Linked DNA regions of Mus musculus: regions 1, 2, 3, 5, 6 and 7 are each linked to region 4. The links are chromatin contacts, called in public Hi-C, HiChIP or PLAC-seq and promoter capture Hi-C maps. All regions are on one chromosome and are shown on one strand. The core of a region is the stretch at or near the end of the contact, and the rest is flanking DNA. Distances in the headings are between cores, read along the strand shown. Region 1 holds the start of 4930481B07Rik (a long non-coding RNA gene). Region 2 holds the start of Polr3gl (polymerase (RNA) III (DNA directed) polypeptide G like). Region 3 holds the start of Vps72 (vacuolar protein sorting 72). Region 4 holds the start of Mcl1 (myeloid cell leukemia sequence 1). Region 5 holds the start of Txnip (thioredoxin interacting protein). Region 6 holds the start of Hjv (hemojuvelin BMP co-receptor). Region 7 overlaps Polr3gl (polymerase (RNA) III (DNA directed) polypeptide G like).

What was found. Promoter capture Hi-C pulls out the DNA fragments that hold promoters and counts their contacts. Hi-C and Micro-C count contacts between places; a contact is called where the count stands out from the background. HiChIP or PLAC-seq counts read pairs in DNA pulled down with a chosen protein or histone mark.
Region 1: a promoter capture Hi-C map of pre-B cells shows a contact between it and region 4, with 2.0 times the contacts expected there. The contact joins the promoter of 4930481B07Rik here to the promoter of Mcl1 in region 4. A contact is called at or near these places in 6 of 39 promoter capture datasets (the C10 cell line, cranial neural crest, erythroid cells and 2 more) and 3 of 115 datasets of contacts at active chromatin or transcription factors (effector CD8 T cells, memory CD8 T cells and pancreatic cancer cells).
Region 2: a contact with region 4 is called in an HNF4G HiChIP or PLAC-seq map of pancreatic cancer cells. The contact joins the promoter of Polr3gl here to the promoter of Mcl1 in region 4. A contact is called at or near these places in 2 of 39 promoter capture datasets (liver and pre-B cells) and 1 of 115 datasets of contacts at active chromatin or transcription factors (pancreatic cancer cells).
Region 3: a promoter capture Hi-C map of erythroid cells shows a contact between it and region 4, with 4 times the contacts expected there. The contact joins the promoter of Vps72 here to the promoter of Mcl1 in region 4. A contact is called at or near these places in 1 of 39 promoter capture datasets (erythroid cells) and 2 of 115 datasets of contacts at active chromatin or transcription factors (effector CD8 T cells and pancreatic cancer cells).
Region 5: a promoter capture Hi-C map of pre-B cells shows a contact between it and region 4, with 2.5 times the contacts expected there. The contact joins the promoter of Txnip here to the promoter of Mcl1 in region 4. A contact is called at or near these places in 2 of 39 promoter capture datasets (liver and pre-B cells), 1 of 484 Hi-C or Micro-C datasets (CD8 T cells), 3 of 115 datasets of contacts at active chromatin or transcription factors (effector CD8 T cells, microglia and pancreatic cancer cells) and 2 of 9 other capture datasets (adipose tissue and liver).
Region 6: a contact with region 4 is called in a promoter capture Hi-C map of liver, with 6 times the contacts expected there. The contact joins the promoter of Hjv here to the promoter of Mcl1 in region 4. A contact is called at or near these places in 2 of 39 promoter capture datasets (both in liver).
Region 7: a contact with region 4 is called in a Hi-C map of cardiomyocytes, with 4 times the contacts expected there. The contact joins the enhancer-like site here to the promoter of Mcl1 in region 4. A contact is called at or near these places in 1 of 39 promoter capture datasets (liver), 1 of 484 Hi-C or Micro-C datasets (cardiomyocytes) and 3 of 115 datasets of contacts at active chromatin or transcription factors (embryonic stem cells and pancreatic cancer cells).

The regions. Positions count from the first base shown.
Region 1 is chr3:95,014,142-95,016,841 of GRCm38.p6, forward strand. 4930481B07Rik (a long non-coding RNA gene) reads left to right here and starts at 1,388. Exons shown (of 2, transcript XR_003954670.1): 1 at 1,388-2,136; 2 at 2,500-2,700. It overlaps Zfp687 (zinc finger protein 687), which reads right to left and starts at 1,316. Exons shown (of 9, transcript NM_001357863.1): 1 at 1,179-1,316.
Region 2 is chr3:96,592,889-96,595,588 of GRCm38.p6, forward strand. Polr3gl (polymerase (RNA) III (DNA directed) polypeptide G like) reads right to left here and starts at 1,293. Exons shown (of 8, transcript NM_027241.4): 1 at 1,196-1,293.
Region 3 is chr3:95,109,623-95,112,322 of GRCm38.p6, forward strand. It overlaps Vps72 (vacuolar protein sorting 72), which reads left to right and starts at 1,420. Exons shown (of 6, transcript NM_009336.2): 1 at 1,420-1,592. The coding sequence starts at 1,476.
Region 4 is chr3:95,657,300-95,659,999 of GRCm38.p6, forward strand. It overlaps Mcl1 (myeloid cell leukemia sequence 1), which reads left to right and starts at 1,422. Exons shown (of 3, transcript NM_008562.3): 1 at 1,422-2,188; 2 at 2,462-2,700. The coding sequence starts at 1,558.
Region 5 is chr3:96,556,640-96,559,339 of GRCm38.p6, forward strand. It overlaps Txnip (thioredoxin interacting protein), which reads left to right and starts at 1,318. Exons shown (of 8, transcript NM_001009935.2): 1 at 1,318-1,846; 2 at 2,250-2,325; 3 at 2,431-2,578; 4 at 2,694-2,700. The coding sequence starts at 1,597. It overlaps Gm15441 (predicted gene 15441), which reads right to left. Exons shown (of 4, transcript NR_040409.1): 3 at 647-1,758.
Region 6 is chr3:96,523,932-96,526,631 of GRCm38.p6, forward strand. Hjv (hemojuvelin BMP co-receptor) reads left to right here and starts at 1,254. Exons shown (of 4, transcript NM_027126.4): 1 at 1,254-1,399; 2 at 2,498-2,671. The coding sequence starts at 2,584.
Region 7 is chr3:96,575,515-96,578,214 of GRCm38.p6, forward strand. It overlaps Polr3gl (polymerase (RNA) III (DNA directed) polypeptide G like), which reads right to left. Exons shown (of 8, transcript NM_027241.4): 8 at 2,358-2,700. Among named protein-coding and RNA genes, the nearest start is that of Gm15441, 10 kb to the left of the region's middle. Within about 2 kb of position 1,392, at least 381 of the 459 cell types and tissues checked have an H3K27ac peak or open chromatin away from gene starts, as enhancers often do. A contact at or near this core is called in cardiomyocytes, embryonic stem cells, liver and 1 more, where this site is marked.

The sequences.
Region 1 (2,700 bases), core at 138-2,637, 640 kb before region 4:
CACCTGCGAACCTACCTCTCCCAACCACCTCCCTCTGGCGTGCAAGTGACTTGGAGGTCATCCGATAGCCACCTGGAGCAGACAGTGGGCCAAACACAGAGGCTTAAGGCCAATGAAGATCCTCCACTCAGCCGCCAGGCCTGTGGAGCTGCCATCTCCCTACCTACTTTCCCCCTCTGTTCTTCAAAAGCAAAGGGGGCTTAACAAGAAAAGGGTGAACAGACACCGGTAGGGTGGGGGCTCCATTGCCCTTTGCCCAAGGCCTACAGCGCAGAGCAAAAGGAAGGGGCCAGAGCACGGCCAGGGGCGATTAGGTTGCGGCCAAGCTGGGCAGCGGGCGGCATTTAAGTCCCTGCCATCTGCCAGGGACTGGCGCGGAAAGTAAGTCCGGGGTTTCGGGTAGGGGACAAGAAGTACATTTAAAAACTAAAGGGTAAACTGAGGCGAGTGGTGCTTCTTTCACTTTCACCGGCTAAGAACTCAAGGGAGGGCCTCGGTGAGGCCAGGCCCTTAGGATCTGCGGCGCTGCACATTGGGGGCCAGGACTCCCCGGCAGTGGGGAGTGGCGCGAGGGGAGTGGAGACACAAGAGGGGGCGGTCCCTGCGTGATTCTAAGCTCTGCAGCCAGGTCAGTCCAGACTCGAACCTGGTCCCCTTCATCTCTGCGCGCCGGGCAGCTTGCCCTGTCTCTGACCCCCAGAGGCTCTCCCCAGACCCGAGTGACTGCAAGGAGCTCGCCAGGATCGAGGCGCTAGCCTGAGTCCTGCCTGGGTCCGGACGCTGACCAGCACCCGGTCGGGATGCAGGCTCCTCTCCTGCTGGGCCCAATTCCCCCGCCCCCACCGCCCGGCACGGACACCATTTTAGGTCGCGACATCCCGCAGCCTCGAGTCCCCCGGCCGCACTCTGACTGCCTCTCAGTCTAAGAGCGCCAGGACTTAGGGGTCCAGGAACCCCCTCCCACGTTACCAGGCTAGGGGGCCGTGCTTCCAGCAAACTGGAGTTCCCACCGGTGGTCCTCGAAGAAGAAGGCGGCGACCCGGCCAGGCCAGCAGCCGCCCCAGGGGGCGGCGGCACGGAGAAGGGGGTAGTTGACCAAGTGGGGGAGGGGCAGGGGTATTTACCCGCCCCCCCGGGGGGCGGAGCCAGGGGCGGGTATTTGCCGCGAGCGTGCTTACTTGTTCCGATCCTGGTGCGGGCTGAGACCCTACGGCCTCCTCCCGGTTCCAGCCGCCACCGCCGCTACCGCCGCCGCCGCCCTCCCCGCGGCCGCCGCTACTTCCTGCTTCTCTCCGCTTCGGCCTCCCCTCTCCCTCAGCTCCCTCCGTGCTCCTAGTCCGGGCTGCCCGCTTTCATACTCGCCATTGGCTAATGGACCTGTCATTCAACTGTGAGCCCCACCCAGTCCCGTATGGGATTGGCCCTCCATACCCCGCTCGGAACTGGCCCCTCATAGTCTTCTCATCACTATTGGACAAAGGGCCTGGGCCCTGTGGAGAAGGTTCTCCCCATTGGCTGCTCCGGAGTCCACCTGCCCTGTCTGAGCAGCCCGAAAGCCATTGGCCGCCGCCGCTGTCGCTTAGCAAGAAGCCAGCCTTAGTCTTCGCTTTGGGTTGCGAGGGGTGACTAGCTAGCTCAGAAGCGTAGCCATCCTCTCTCCATTGGTCGCTCGAAGCTGGACACTGTGCCTCACATCTACAAACTTAGGAACTCTAGCTGTATGGCGGCGCGTCTAGGGGAACCTCGTCGGCTCCGTGTGGAACCTGGGTGTTTTAAGTGTTCGTGCCGTTTCCTCAGGCTAAGCCGCGCTCGAACGGATGCGGTGCTGGGGGTCACAAAATGAGGTGCCACCCCCAAACATTACGTCATCGGGGTGACCATTGCCTGGGGTTCCTCGCAGTCTAAACTGCTTTATAATCCGGATGGATGCGGTTCTGGCGTCCGCCTGCCTCTGGGCGTACGCACCACGCACGGCCCCTCCCTCTGCGGGAGAGCTGGACAGACTTTGGGATTCCGAGTGTAAAAGAAACCGGAACCACCGAGACCTGAGACCTGGGACACGCTGCGACCGGAAGTGGGGGAGGTGACGTTGGGAAGTGCTGGCGTGGCCTGGGCCACAACCAAGGAGAGCTTAAGGTAGTATGCTGATAGGCTTCTTACGCGAGAGAAGGAGGGAGCCCAGATCTATTTCCCATTTAAGAGAGCTCCCTTTTCTCCGCCCCTGACGGGAGCTGGCATTACTGTTCCCGTTGAGCTTTCCCGCGCTTTGCTGCCCCGCCCCTTGGAGGTGGGAAAAGGGGCGGAGTCGCCAGGGAGACGAATTGCCTTGACACTCACCCACCTGCGCTGGCTCAGGTTTTTGCTGGATCCATCTGCAGGCCCAGTGTGCCACCTGGCGCGCTCTCTACCCTGGCCCCGCGCCGCCGCCGCCCACCGCGACCGCAGCCGTTTCAAATGACAAGGGTTTTTAAATTTCTGTTTTATTTTCACTTTTTGCAGTGTTCGGAGTGGAACCTAGTGCTTCACCCAGTCCAAGCAAGCAGCCCACCGACATAGCAGCTTGGCGAGTGTTTTTGTTTTGTTTTGGCGATACTGATTATTGGACGTTGGGAGTCGCACACGCTTGGCAGGTGCACTCGTAACACTGAAGCTACTCTATACCCTATCACTTTTTGGGACAGGGTTTCCACTAAGTTGTCC
Region 2 (2,700 bases), core at 43-2,542, 940 kb after region 4:
GTGAGGCAGGAGGGTCATAAGTTGGAGGTCAGCCTGTTTGCCCTGCATAGAAAGAACTGGTTTCGAAAATATTTTCCCACATACTAAATAACAATTTATTGAATAGATGTTATCAGAGGGTTCATTGTGATCCCGGTTGTCTAGCACTGTGTCTGCTATGTAGTAGGTTCTCAGTAAATATCTGTCTTTTGAACATGTGTCTACAGACTCTGTGAGTCACAAAGACTCCCTTCTGGTTCTTTTTGTTGTTTTCCTTCTCTGGTCTGAGAATAACTATAAAACATTAATGCAATAAACCACCAGTTCAAAGACCCCTAATTATATAATGTTGTCTTTTATTGTTCCCTAATTATATCAGGAGTTTAAATTTGTCCTCCTTGACAAGAGCACTGGTTCCCACAAATCAATTCCACTCGATTAACGCTTACTGAACACAATGTATTAAGTACCCCAATCTGTCCCATCAAACCTTCCGTTCATAGAATAGAAACAGTGAAAGAGAACATATAATCCTAACACCGGGGGTACTGTGGCAGGGGGAATGCAAACTGGAGGCCAGTATGGGCTACATAGCAAGAGTCTGCCGATAAAAGCATGGGAGGGATGGAAAAAGTCAGCCTCGTGAGATGGTAAATACTCGTGTTGCCAAGTGGCCAGGAAACAGGCTGACTAGCTCAAGTTGTCCTCTGACCTCCTTGCGTAAGCCATGGCTTGTACGTACCCCCCCCACACACACACAAATAATGTAATTTTAAAAATTAAAGAGATTCCAATAGTGATAATCGGACTTTGTCAGGTCGGGGATCAATAAATTCTTCACGGTGGTCTAGGAAAGTGGTGGGTAGAGGGTAGCGGTTCAGTTGACTTGATAGGTAATAAGAATCTGTCAGGCTCTTGACAGGGGGCTAATGTTACGTTAATGGGTGCGGGAGAAGCTGGTACCATAGAAGAGTCTGAGCTACAAGAATGAACCTTCCTCTCCTGCTTTAATATCTGTCCCCAGGCGCGACAGCAAGCTGTCTCCGGCGTACAGTCAAGACAGCAGTGAGAGCCCGGGGAAAAAGGGGAGGGATTTAGAAGGGGGCTGATCCAACAGGCTGACAGAAAGCGTTATCTACGTCGCTGTCGGCGCCGAGGGACTAATTCGGGAAGTACCGAACCAAACCGGGTCAGAGCCACCAGGTCGAAGCCTTACCTGCCGTCCCTCCCCCACTCAGGGCCCACGCAGCCGCCAACTTGAAATTTGCTTTTCTTCTTCCAGCCCTCGTTCTAGGCCCGCCTCCCCGAGCTCTCCATTGGTGGGTTTTCCTGGCCAATCGACGAGAGCGGAGGCGGGCGAGGAGGGGAGGAGGAGGGAGCGAGCTTAACCGGAACTGAGGCTTGGGAAGTGGCGCGCTGAGACCTGGGGCTGCAGAATTCACCTCTTATGCCCAGACCGAACTAGATGGCTAAGATGTCCTGCTACTCAGAGCTCATCCAGACACGTGGCGGAGCCAGAAGAGGAGAACCGCTGCTGGGAAATGTAGCCCTGGGTCAGAGAAACCAGACTGCTCATCTGTTAACAGCTGTGCCTGCAGGAGTTCCCAGAAACACTCCAGGAGGTTCCCAACTACCGGACTCCAGCGCCCTCTTCTGGCTTAGGCCATCACACACACACACACACACACACACACACACACACACACACACACACACCACACACACACCACACACACACACACACACACACACACCACACACACACACACACACACACACACACACACACACACCACACACACACACACACCACACACACACACACACACACACACACACCACACACACACCACACACACACCACACATCACACACACACACACCACACATCACACACACACACACACACACACACACACACACACACACACCACACATCACACACACACACACACACACACACACACACACACACACACCACACATCACACACACACACACACACACACAGAGAAACACTCCAGGAGGTTCCCAACTACCGGACTCCCGCGCCCTCTTCTGGCTTAGGCCATCACATACACACCACACACACCACACACACACACACACACATACCACACACACCCTCTTTATTATTCTTCCTCAGTCACCAGCACTACTAATAAATAATCTTTAAAAGATTTTTTTTCTCTAAAGGCAGGGTCTGGCTACCCAGTCTAGGCTGGCCTTGAACTCTTGATACTCTTGACTCTGCTACCAAGCTCAGGCCCCAAATGCGGATTGTTGCGGTGTCTGAGAAGTGAGGGAGAGAAGGGGGCTTGGGACCAGAGCAGTAATTGGGGAGAGAAGGCAGGAACCCAGTGGGTTTTTTCTTTCTGTACTTTCCACTGCCCTTCAAGCCCCTTCAAGGAAAGAGGGCAGAATAGAAAGAGTCATTTTTTTTACAGAGTAGAAGTAAAGGGAAATACTTCAGGATGGATGTAAAACTAGGAGTCAGTCAACAAGAATATGACAGAGGTCAGAGAAAATGGCCTCTAGACTGGGAAGTTGCATGTGGATGACACATACTCCGTTTTTGGAATAGTATAAAAACATAGCTGTAGCGCTTTGGGGGAACTTGCTTAACCTCATTATCATTTGTTGCAGGAAGACAATAGTTCCCCCCTCATTGAGTTGTGAGGGTTGGAGATGATGTATGTATGCACATCTCTCGGCACACAT
Region 3 (2,700 bases), core at 170-2,669, 550 kb before region 4:
GTGTAGTTCAGAATTAGAGAACTTACCTATCTTATACACTACTCTGAATTTAATCCTTGGCATTAGAAAAAAAAAACAGAAACAAAAATAAAACCAAAAAACAGTAAAAGAATGAATACCTTCTTCATTTAGTCTTTCATTGTTTACCTAAACCTAGCCTATTGCAGGCATTCACATTCGTAGTATAGACAGATACAATCCTTGGCCTCACTTGGGATGTACCTTTGTAGTAGAATGCTTTTCTAGAGTTCCTGAGACCTTGGGTTCCATTCCCAGCAAAGAGGGGGAAACACACACACACACACACACACACACACTCCAAAACAAAAACAAAAACAAACTCTTCCCTTAACCTAGTAGCATGAAACACGGAGAAGACCATAGCAGACCAGTCTATGAGACTGGCAAGCTTGGAGTACATAGAGAACCAGTCTCCAAAACCAAAACTCAGCAGATAGAGGAGCCTGCCATCAAGCCTGGTGACCTGACTTTGACCCCAGATTCCACACAGTAAACGTGGAGAGCCAGTTCCTGCACATTTGTCTTCTGACCTCCACACCAGTGCAGTGGTACATGCTCACACACATGAACACAAACACATAGTTAAAAAAAAAAGTCATACAATTTTTAAAAAGATTTATTTATTTATTTTATGTATATGAGTACACTGTAGCTGTCTTCAGAAACACCAGAAGAGGACATCAGATCCCATTACAGATGGTTGTGAGCCACCATGTGGTTGCTGGAAATTGAATTCACTCAGGATCTCTGAAAGAGCTGTCGGTGCCCTCTCCCAGTGTGTCTGAAGACAACAATAGTGTACTCATATTAAATAAATAAATAAGTACATACATACATACATACTTTTTTTTTTTGAGACAGCTTTTCTCTGTATAGCCCTGGCCGTCCTGGAACTCACTCTGTAGACCAGGCTGGCCTTGAGCTCAGAAATCCACCTGCCTCTGCCTCCCAAGAGCTGGGATTAAAGGCGTGCGCCACCACTGCCTAGCATAAATAAATCTTAAAAAAAAAAAAAAAGTAGGAGCGGAGAAGGGAAAGGAGTTTGCTATGAGGCAGGCCTACTTGGCGCACACCTTTAATTCCATCACCGGGAGGCAGAGGCAGGAAGATCTCTGAGTTCGAGGGCAGCTTGCTTTACACAGGTAGCTCCAGGCCAGCCAGGACTGTAAAGTGTGATCCTGTCTGTAGAAAAACAAACAAAATATCTAGGTAAGGAGGAGGAACCCTGGTACTGTGCCCTAGGCGCTGCCTATGAGTGGCCACAGCAGCCACCAGCCACAAAGAGACTTAAGGTGAAAATAACTAGGACCTCTCGACGCTCGGCTGCTTTTGCTTGCAGACGCTGAACTTCCGTCATTGACGGTCGCCCGCAGGTAATAGTGTCGAGTGCCGATCTGCGAGAACCCCGAGCTGGGCCAGGGGCTGAAGGCGGCAGCGCAGTCGCTGTAGGCGGTATGAGTTTGGCTGGGGGCCGGGCCCCACGGAAAACCGCTGGGAACCGGCTTTCTGGGCTCCTGGAAGCAGAGGAGGAAGATGAGTTCTACCAGACAACTTACGGGGGTTTCACCGAGGCAAGAGCCGGGCCCAGGAAGAGGGAAAGAGAGAGGCGAGGAGAAGGGAAAACCCTGGACAAAGAGGAAGGGGGCGGGGATTGAGAAAGGCTCGGAAAGGCGCTCCGGGCTGGACGGCGGAGTGGAGGGGACTTTGTGTGTGTGTGCGCGCGCGTGTGTATGTGCCTCTGTGTGCGTGTGTGTGTGCGCGCATGTGTGTTTGTGTCTGTGTCTTTGTCGGCTTTGCAATTTTCTTCGGAGTGTGTGTGTGTGTGTGTGTGTGTGTGTGTGTGTGTTTATCGGCTTTACAATTTTCTTGTACGCTCCTGGCTGGATGGCGGAGTCTGGAGGAGTGTGTGTGCGTATCAGTGTCTGTGTCTTTGTCGGCTTTGAAGTTTTCTCGTCCCGCTGCCGAGTTATTTACCAAAAGGAACCTGTCCAGAAACAAACTTAATTAGCACACTCTCCGCCGGGCGTGGTGGCGCACGCCTTTAATCCCAGCACTCGGGAGGCAGAGGCAGGCGGATTTCTGAGTTCGAGGCCAGCCTGGTCTACAAAGTGAGTTCCAGGACAGCCAGGGCTATACAGAGAAACCCTGTCTCGAAAAACCAAAAAAAAAAAAAACCAAAAAAAAAAAAAAAAAAACAAAAAAGTTAGCACACTCTCGTTTTCAGCTTTCAAATCATAGCTTACTGTTTTCTTAGGTGACCCTTTATCGACTAAGAGAATCCCCATTTATTTCCATCATAGAAACAAAATTTCAGTTTACAGTTAGATTTGGTTTATGTCTCATTTTCTGGTTGGTTTTAAGGTCTGTAACAGAATTCGGTCTTTTTTTTACAAACAAGGCTGACATTTGGCTAAATTTTTGTTAATAGAAGCTGTTCAGTGATTGAATATATGTTGTACAACCAGATCAGCATACTATATGTAATTAAATGGTTGTGGTGGATTCCTTGGAAACATTAAAAACTTCCCTGAGGATGGAAATATAGTTTGTAGCTCAGTAGTATATCACTAGCCTAGAAAATGAGTCCTAGATCCTGGATTACTGGCCCCTGGCAGTAAATAAAAACAAGCCCTACCTTGCAGGGCAACTGTCTGGGATCCTAGTCAGCTTAGATACTGT
Region 4 (2,700 bases), core at 172-2,671:
GGCTTAGCTTGCTTCCACATTACTGTTCATCACTGAAGGACATCAGGACAGGAACTCAAACGGGGCAGGAACCTAGAGGCAGAGGCCATGGGCAGGAGCTGCTAACTGGCTTGTTTCCCATGGCTTGCTCAGCCTGTTTTCTTACAGAACCCAGGACCGCCAGTCCATGGAATTCCAGCTTGTGTCAAGTTGATATTAAGTCTAACCAGTCCACCAAAGATCTTCACCGTTTTATATGGTGCTGGGGATCAACCCAGGACTTCTACAAGGGTAGGCAAATTCTCTACCAACTGAGTTACTCCCGTAACCATCCTTTGTTCATTTTAGACAGCAGGCTCATCATGTAGCCAAAAATGAGTTTTAAATTGAGTCTCTTGCCTCTGCCTCCCCAGGCCTGGGCAAGCTCTTCTGCCAATTGAGCTATAGGCCTAGCCACCATAAATGGCTCATATTTTAGACTTTTACTGTTTGGGGATAGGGTAGGGAGCTAGGCTCTTCTGGCAGCCAGAGGTCAACTCTGGAAAGTGGTCTCACTCCTTCATTGTTAGGTGGGTTCTGTGTATTGAACTCAGGTCTTTAGGGCTGGGTTTCAGGAGCCTTTCACCAGTTGAATCTTTCACAGGCTCCACATAAATAACCCCTTAATAGCTGTCCATGAAAAGTCATTTTGGCCAGGCAGTGTGGGGCACGCCTTTAATTCCAGCACTCGGGAGGCAGAGGCAGGAGGATTTCTGAGTTTGAGGCCAGCCTGATCTACAGAGTGAGTTCCAGTGCAGCCAGGGCTACACAGAGAAACCCTGTCTCGAAAAACAAAAAAACAAAAACAAAAAACAAAAAACAAAAAAAACCGGAACGGAAAGTCATTTTGGAACACAGGGAGTGAGGGCTCACAGTAGAAAAATGACAGAGCAGGACTCCCCCTAACTTTTAAGCAAATCAATGGTTAATATTCCTTTGTGTATGAGACTGGAGATGCCCTCCCTGGTTTGCTCTTCCAGGGTTTAACTCCCAGCACCCACCTGGAGGCAGGCACACAACCACAAATACACACAAACAAAAAAGTGTTTAAGACTGGTATGTTATAAAAACACAGCAGGTAGTGCAACGAGAAAGGCTAAGGCAGGACTGCCTAACGTTAGGACCAGCCTGGGCTATGCAGAGTTCCAGGGCAGCTTGAAATTCAAAAACCGACACAGATCAGCAGGCGTTCCCGAGCAGGAACCATTCCCCGGGAAGCCAAGCACTTGGCCAGCCGGGCTGAGAGTTGTACCGGACAAAAAAGCACAATCCGTCCGCGAGCCAAGGCCAGGTACCGCGCTCCGCCAACCGTAGCCGCGGAAGCCGCGAGAGCGCTCCGGCCGGAAGAGGCGCGGAGTGGCCGGGCCAGCCCTCCGGAAACGCCCGCCCCTTTCCCCTTTTACGGGAAGTCCTCGCCTGCGTCAGCACGGCCCTAAGGCGGCGGCAGGGAACGGCCTTCCTCACTCCTGACTTCCGCCTGCCTCCGGTCTGGAGTCGCGGCCTTCCCCGCTCCTTCCCCTCAGCCTGCGGCGTCCGACCATGTTTGGCCTGCGGAGAAACGCGGTCATCGGCTTGAACCTGTACTGCGGCGGCGCCAGCCTCGGCGCGGGCGGCGGTTCTCCGGCAGGGGCGCGCCTGGTGGCCGAGGAGGCCAAGGCGCGGCGCGAGGGGGGAGGGGAGGCCGCCCTGCTGCCCGGCGCGCGGGTGGTCGCCCGGCCGCCGCCCGTGGGCGCCGAGGACCCCGACGTCACCGCGTCGGCCGAAAGGCGGCTGCATAAGTCGCCCGGCCTCCTCGCCGTGCCGCCCGAGGAGATGGCCGCGTCGGCCGCCGCCGCCATCGTGTCTCCGGAGGAGGAACTGGACGGCTGCGAGCCGGAGGCCATCGGCAAGCGCCCGGCCGTGCTGCCCCTCCTGGAGCGCGTGAGCGAGGCGGCCAAGAGCTCCGGGGCCGACGGCTCTCTGCCCTCCACGCCGCCGCCGCCCGAGGAGGAAGAGGACGACCTATACCGCCAGTCGCTGGAGATCATCTCGCGCTACTTGCGGGAGCAGGCGACCGGCTCCAAGGACTCGAAGCCTCTGGGCGAGGCGGGCGCGGCGGGCCGGAGAGCGCTGGAGACCCTGCGGCGCGTGGGCGACGGCGTGCAGCGCAACCACGAGACGGCCTTCCAGGGTAAGCGGCGCCCGGGCCGGGCCGGGCCGTGCGGGAAGAGGGAAGAGCCGGAGCCTGGCTCTGCAACCAGAATTTTCTGGCTGTGAGTCATTGTTTCCGCCCATCTGGCTGTTGGGTTCAAAGACCGGAAAGGGTGGGATGTCACTGTCGGCGTGGGGTCTGCCTGACTGCTCTAGAGCCGGGAGAGCACGGTCCCCTCGTCGTGGGTGGGCAGAAGGGTAGTGCCCCGCTGCAGACAAAGGAGGCCATGAGGTTTCTTGCTTTTCTTCTCAGGCATGCTCCGGAAACTGGACATTAAAAACGAAGGCGATGTTAAATCTTTTTCTCGAGTAATGGTCCATGTTTTCAAAGATGGCGTAACAAACTGGGGCAGGATTGTGACTCTTATTTCTTTCGGTGCCTTTGTGGCCAAACACTTAAAGAGCGTAAACCAAGAAAGCTTCATCGAACCATTAGCAGAAACTATCACAGATGTTCTTGTAAGGACGAAACGGGACTGGCTTGTCAAACAA
Region 5 (2,700 bases), core at 68-2,567, 900 kb after region 4:
TTAGGACTCAATGACAAGGCTCCGGCGCGGGGTGGGGGTGGGGGTGGGAGTGGGTGGGTGGGTGGGGAATAGAGTAGGGGGCGAAGGGGGAGGGGGTTGCAGGTAATCCTTCACACAAGAGTTTCTTTGCACACTTAAGAGTTATTTCTCTAGTCAGCTCCTGAGGCATCTCTCAGCAAGGTTTGCCAGATAACTAAGTGAAACTAACACAGCTCCAGCGCCGGTGAAATTGAAACAGGCTTAGGGACATGCATTTCATTTAGTGAATTTGGAGAGAGGACAGAGGGGGGAAAAGAATGACAGGAACTCGAAAACAAAGTAAGGAGTGAGGTTCTTTTTCTTCCTTTTTCTTTCTTTCTTTTATTTTATTTTTTTGGTTTGTCCACCTCTTGTTTCCTGGAGAAACAAGGACGGGGGAGCCATCAGTGTGAAAGTAAACACCTCACAAAGCTGCAGTGAGGAACAAGGGAACATATACAAAATGTTCCCCAACTTCACAGGTACACTGAAGAGATGAGGGGATAAGCAACAGGATGTGGACACTCCCTTACTGCTTCCGCTCCAGAGAACAGAATAGAATGTAATGGGCGAGGAACAGTAGCAGCACATAGGGGCATGAAATGAGGGGGAAATGAGGGGAACCCACCAGAGCATTCACCAGAAAGGACTGAAAGCCAGACTTTAAAATATCTGACAAGTTCTCGTCTGGAGAGACCGCAGCCTTTTATTCTTCAATAGAAGTGCAATAGGAGCATATCGGGTGGGCTCTTTCTCACTAACACGACTGCACTCTCGCCCTCCGCTCCATCCTGGAGTATCCTCGGTGCGATGGGATTGTTTTTCACAAGACTTGCGAACTTGTGAGCCAGGAATAAATGGTCACCTCGAAATGAATTGCGCTGGCTCAGGCGAGTCATGAAATCCTCTCCTAAGCACATTTTTCTTTCACCTAAAAAAAGAAGGGGGAAAAAAAAAACAAAGCACACACCCAAATAACCCAGCTCCCAAGAGGAGTCCCCTGGATGAGGTTCAGGGTCCCGGGGTCCCAGCCTCCCGGGGGGAGGGAGGGCACCCGTCGCCCCGGGCCCCGCCCCTCCTGCTGGCAAGGCTGCGCACCCGAACAACAACCATTTTCCCCGCTAGGAGCACACCGTGTCCACGCGCCCCGGCGGCCTCGCTGATTGGTTGGAGGCCTGGTAAACAAGGGCCAAGTAGCCAATGGGAGAACTGTGCACGAGGGCTGCACGAGCCTCCAGGCCAGCACTCGCGTGGAGCGCCAAGCCAGGCGGCTATATAAGCCGTTTCCGGCAGCCGCTTGACACTCTCCTCCTCTGGTCTCGGGGTTTCCAGAGTTTCTCCAGTTGCGGAAGACAGCTGTTATTTTTCTCCTGAAAGCTTTTGGCACAGCCGGCAGGCTGAAACTTCCAGGCACCTTTTGGAAAAGTTGTTAGGGTTTGTTTGAAGCTTTCTTTACATTTTCGTTTGGGTTTTCAAGCCCTGACTTTACGGAGGCGAGCTCTTCGTTTGCTTTGAAGGGTTCTTAAAGATTTTTTTCCTCTCCGGCTTTCGTTTTTCTTGAACCCACTCGGCTCAATCATGGTGATGTTCAAGAAGATCAAGTCTTTTGAGGTGGTCTTCAACGACCCCGAGAAGGTGTACGGCAGCGGGGAGAAGGTGGCCGGACGGGTAATAGTGGAAGTGTGTGAAGTTACCCGAGTCAAAGCCGTCAGGATCCTGGCTTGCGGCGTGGCCAAGGTCCTGTGGATGCAAGGGTCTCAGCAGTGCAAACAGACTTTGGACTACTTGCGCTATGAAGACACACTTCTCCTAGAAGAGCAGCCTACAGGTACTGCTCCCAGCAGGACTGATGGTGACTTGGGAGGTCTGTGGGTCGGGGAGGGCACCACTAAATGTTTCGAGTTGTTCGTTTGAATGGTTTGAACTGTTGGTCCCTATATTTTTTTACTTTGTAATTAGCAAGTTTTTCACTACCCTTCACCCCCCTAGAGTGATTTGAACACTTTCTGAGGTACTGTTTCCTGAAAGTGTTGTCTTAGCTACTACTTAAAGATTAATGTATTTGTGGATTTCGCAACTTTCTGTCCAAGAAAGTGCTCTGGGATCTTTTCTTCCATAGTGTAAGAGATGAAAGTGGAAGTGAAGTAAGGTAGTCTACTGCCCAGGCACTCCTCATTGACGCTTTCAAAATGTAACAAGAAGCCTAATGGCCCCTTGTCTTTGTTTCCCAGCAGGTGAGAACGAGATGGTGATCATGAGGCCTGGAAACAAATATGAGTACAAGTTCGGCTTCGAGCTTCCTCAAGGGTAGGCATCCACCGTGTGCACCTTGCACTCTTATTTCTAAGTCTTCCCCCTCCATTGATCTCTTACAGTTCTTAGCCTTAATTTTGGTTCATTGTTTTGACACAGGCCCCTGGGAACATCCTTTAAAGGAAAATATGGTTGCGTAGACTACTGGGTGAAGGCTTTTCTCGATCGCCCCAGCCAGCCAACTCAAGAGGCAAAGAAAAACTTCGAAGTGATGGATCTAGTGGATGTCAATACCCCTGACCTAATGGTGAGGATTTTTTGTTTTTGTTTTTAAAAAGGTTTTAAAATTCTTCTTGGTCAGGGATAATAAATTAGATGCATGGGGGTTGAAATATCTCAAAACATTATTTCCTTTTACACAGGCACCAG
Region 6 (2,700 bases), core at 4-2,503, 870 kb after region 4:
AAGAATTGACTCCTATAACGTTTCTGACATCCACATAGGTACACACAGACACACAGAGACAGACATGTTCTAAATAACTTAATGTAAAAGATTATTGTGATATGGTCTTGTATAGTTGAGAAAAAGCTAAATTCATTATAAAAAATACATGTGCTCCCACACTTCTCTTGTAAAGTGTGTGTGTGTGTGTGTGTGTGTGTGTGTATGCGTGCCTGAGAAGGGACCATGTACCATGTGGACCTGTAGAACTTCATGTAGAGCTGACAGGGCCAGAAGCTTTTGTGACACACTTTGTAATCAGTCCTGTGCTGCTTTCCCTTGGCAAGTACTGTGGGACAGTGTCCCAGAAATGCCACCAGGTGAAAAGACGGACATAGCTAAAACCCTGATTATAATTGAATCTTCAAACAGTTTGTCTATAAAAGTATATTCCCAAATGTCTTCCTTCTGAATTCACCTATCTAACGCCACTCCTCTGTGGATCAGTAGTGTTCAAAACTGACTCCGATTCTTCTCTCTGCCTCTGTTACTACCCCGGCCCCGGCCCCTGCAACCTGGAAGCTTCTGTTTTTTGTGTTTGTATTGATGAGGAGGAGGGAGGAGGGATTGTTGCACAAACTAGTGTAATGGAAAAGGTGGAGAGAGAGTAGACAGCTGCAGAGATCTGATCTGGGCAGACGGAATAAACCCTTCTCGAAACAATTCTGCTCTCGGATTTCTCGGGACAGCTGGACCTTTCAGCTTCTGAAATAGTTGGCAGAGATGGGGGAGGGTCTCTGAACTATGCTTGCCGTCCATCTTCAAAGCCGGCCACCTCAGTGTATTATGTGTAGAAGAAATTCAATGGAATCCTCAGTAAAGAGAGGATGAGAGCAGTGAGTGACTGGCATCACACAAAATCACCACCAGCAGTCTTAAAGGCATTACTGGGAATACTGAGTTCATTACTGGGAATGCTGGAGGGCCTGAGTGGCAGCTTATAAGCTACAGTTGGATATATGACTTGGCCATCATCTTTCTTTATACTCTCCCTCCCTTGGTATCCAATATTTCCATATTCCATCCTTATTTTGCTCATCGTTCCTGCTGCCTTAGCTCCCACACCCCACTGCCACCAACGTTCCTGGAATTTTGGACCTAGCTATTTTTAAAACTGTCAACTCAGTAGGCACCTCCCTCCTCCTCTCAGCTGTCCAGTACTTGGGCCAACCATATACTCTCCCTCCCCCCTCCCCCCACACCAAACCTCCTCTGGCTCTCTGACCTGAGTGAGACTGCAGCCATTCCGGGGCAATCATGGAGAAAGAGATGGGGGACCCCCTGGCTGGAGCAGACCAACAGAATAGGCAACTATGGCTCGAGAACCCAGTATCAGAGTAATGCTTGACCTCGGGAAACAGTAAGTCCAGATGAAATGTCGATCACTTTGATAAGCTTTTGGGTCAAGGCCAGAACTTCATAAAGTTACAGACATCTGTTCTGAAAACTAAGATCTCCCCTTAGCAACTACCCCAGTCTTCACTTTTCCTCTTGCCTAGATGTTTTCTAATCCATGGCCATTTGATGTTTAATGCTGCCTCTCTCTGGCTTTCCTATTTTCCTCTCCATCTTATTACACCAAGACCTTGGGAGAGGGGGAGGGGGCAGTGCTAAGGACTGGGCCCAGGGCCTTGAGCATGGTAAACACTCAGCTACCATCGAGTTACACTCCCATCCCTACCTCAAGACCTCTCTGACCTCCTGCTCATATGCTTATCCCAAAGTAGGGTTTTGACAGGAGAAAAGGAGACAGACCCTCCCCCATATCTGTTCTCCTCAAAAGACCAGGAGTGTCTGGATTGGGCTTTTCAGCTGGGTCTGGAAAAACACATGAACTGTTAGACAGAAACATATATTAATTTGAATGCTTGATTTGTACCCCATCCTGTGAGAGGGATCGTACTGTCAGCCCTCTGGAGAGGCTGAGAGACCGGCTCTCCTTTCACTGGGAAGGTGATATCGTAGACAGGGCGTCTGCCTACCATGTTACCCTTTGTGCCCTTCTAACACAGTGAAGAAAATGAAACGGCAGGTGGTTTCTGGTGGGAAGGATCCATAAGAAGTATGTTCTTAAAGCGTGATCAGATCCTGGTGCTACTGGGGACCCACTGACATGGTCAGAACCTCACTTTCTCTAGGGGTCCTCCATTTTTGGCACATCTGCTATTTGGTAGTCAGGATGGGGCAGTACACTGGACTCTGCACACTGAGGTCACTCAACCTTCCCTCCACCACCACCCCGCCCCCGTAGGCATATTGCACAAGGGACCTGAAGGTGGCCGCAGGGGCAGGGCACAGAGGCTCACCAGCCACGCTCACCCTCTGGAAGCCTCCTTCTTCCCAAGATCCAGTCTGTCTCATTTTTGTTTTGGTCTCTTCAGATGCTCTCTCTACCCACCATCTTGACTGGTCTCCAACCCTTCTCTTTCCCCACACTCAGCCAAATTTCTTCTTCCAGTCACAGAAGTACCCAGAGAAATTCACTAGGTAGGAGGCTCATCATCTGGGAAGAACCGGTGCCTGGGGGGACCTGGCTGGATAGGTATGGGCCAGTCCCCTAGTCCCCGGTCCCCCCACGGCAGCCCTCCAACTCTAAGCACCCTCACTCTCCTGCTGCTCCTCTGTGGACAGGGTAAGGAAGGGCCAGGGAAGGGTTGGACA
Region 7 (2,700 bases), core at 142-2,641, 920 kb after region 4:
CTAGGTCTATGTAAATTAGTAGGCCAGGCCTCAACTGCTGTGCTGCCTGCCTCTCCAGGAAGAGCGGCTTTGACCCTGTCTGCTGGACCCAGGCTCCAGCCTCTGCCTGTTTGGGAGTGCTTGTGGGAAGTTGGGGAAAGGTCAGTGGACATGGTTTAGCTATTGCCTGGAACCAATTAGGAATTTGGGGAAGCTGCTGTGTCTCGTGTCACTGGCTTTGTCCAACAAGGTCACCTGCCAGGGAAGGCAGGAGTCCAGGCAGGGCAGAGTCCAAGAATGACTTGATATTTATGACACTTTGTCTTTGAGGTAGCATGACTGATCCCAAGTGGTCATTCCAACCTTTGTCCTCCTTTCTCCTGCGCCAGGGGAAAGGCAACGTGAAGGGACGGAACTGTGGAAAGATGGGTGGGGACTAGTGTCCTGCCCTCCTTTACCACCTTTAGTTCGGGATCTTTGGTCCCACCACCAAGTTCCCAGGGATGTGAGTTGGCTCATTCGGTGCTTGCCTCCAAGCCTTGCATGTGAGCCCCCAGACCCATATGGCAGCAGGAGAGTACTGACTCCAGCAGGCTGTCCTCTGGGCTCCCCACACACGCCATTTTGTACACCCTTGGCCAAATAAATGAAATGTTAAAAAAAAAAAAAAAAAAAAAAGAGGAGCATCAGGTGGGCTAGCCTGTGGCAGTGTCTCTCAACATAGACCTGGACTTAAGTAATGAGGGTTAGGATGGTGTCTCCCCTCCACTGTGTGTGCACGGGACAACGTAGGAAAAGACAACAGGTAAACAAAACAGAACCAAACCGTTCAGGATCTTTGTTTTCGGCTGTTTCCTCCCTAGCTACAGTCGCTGGCTGTAGAACTGTGGGAAACCCCAGGGACAAGTCTCCTGGCCCCGCCCTTCCCTCACCTCGGAGAGCTAGAAAAGGAAACACATCAATCACCACAAATTGCTCAATAACTCTGGAATGTTCGCTTCTATTCCTGTTCCCGGCTCTGCTTTCTTGGCTGGGCTTCTATCCCAACACTTGCTACCACATTTAAACGAGGCCTTGAAGGCGCTTCTCCTCCATGGAGTCTAAGCCCCTCTTTGCCCTGTACAATGGGGTCAGAAATACCTGACCTTGGATTTCGGTTCTCTAACCCACGATGCTGTAGGAAATTCGGTCGGCCTGTCTAAAAGCGATTGGGAAGCTTATTGGACGCTTCTCACACAGTCCATCCTTAGACTATGAAATGCTCAGTGGGGCCTCCCGTGGTAGCACGGCAGATGTCTCTGCAGGTCTCCTTACTCTGTTTCTATACTGGACACGCAACTTACTCGTGGCTGTGGCATGGCAAGTGCATGCAACCAATCAGCTCGAGGAAGCCTTCCTTAGAAGCCAATCAGAGGCCAGGGAAGTGACCTCACCCAAGGGAGCGCTGTGTGGGCGAGGAAGCCTCTCTTAGAGCTGAGTGTCCCTAAATCACTCCCTTCCTCCCCACCCTCCTTACTTCCTGGAAGATAACACCGCCTACCCCCTCCCCAAAGTGGAGTGAGAAAGGCTAACTTAATTCCACAAAGGAAAGAACAACAAAAAAGAAGGAGCTGCAAGCCACACCCCGGCTGTCTGTAGAGAACAGTATATTTAGGGAGATCCTAAATATGCCTTTCAAAGTGGGCTCTCCAGGTCCTGGAAGACGGTAAGCTGAAAGCAGTGAGTCACTCCTCTCTCCCGGCCCCTGGCTTTCTGGACTCCCTGCACAAAAATAGCTGCAATCACTCTTTGTAAATAAGGACACCATCAAGGTCAAGTGTGAGAAAGGAGAGGGCTGGTGTCCTGGTAAATGTGCCTGACTATGCAGGCTCATGTCCCTGTGCTGCTGGAGGCCAAAGGCTAGGGTAGTCTGTGGGCGAGCCTATGCTTTCCCCAGCGCTGCTTTCAGACAGCATTGCAGATGAGTTCCTGAATGTCCTCCAAGGGAGAGCTGAGAAGTAAAGGTCAAGGGTCAAGGCGGTCACACACACACACACACACACCCGTGTCACACTGGACACGCAGAGATTTGACACTGGTGGCACAGACCTGGGACCACAGCTAGGGAGGCTGAGACAGTTTCAGGCCTGTTTGGGCTACAGGGTTAAGTTCAAAGCCAACTTAGGCAACTTAGCAAAAGCTCTGCCTAAAAATTCTAAAGCAAATATATAAAAAGAGATGGGGGCATGGCTGAGTGATGGAACACCCGTTTAGCATTTGCATGGCTGTAAATTCAGTCCTCTGAAAGGGGGCGTGGCAGGGGTAAGAATGGCTTGACTGGACACCCCCTCAGCCTTGCCTCCGGCCCTTTCCCAGTACACATCACTCTGTTAGACATGTTAGACAGATACAAACATTTTATTTAAAAGTACAAAACAGGCCTTACTCCTCTTGACTGTTCCCACCCCAAGTCTCCCCTAAACTGTCAACGGCTGCGCATCACAGCCCCCAGGGATCACACAGGTCACCTGGATTCTAACCAATTTTTTCTCAACAGAAGTAAATGCTAGTAAGTCTGCTGTGGTGGCGCGTCCCTGTAATCCCAAGGCTTGGGGGGGTGGGGGGGGGTCCAAAATTCAAGGCCAGCCTCAGCTACATACCGAGTTCCAGGCCAGCTTGAGCTACATGAGATCTTCTCTCAAAAAACAATAACAAAGCTGGGCATGGTGGCGAATGCCTTTA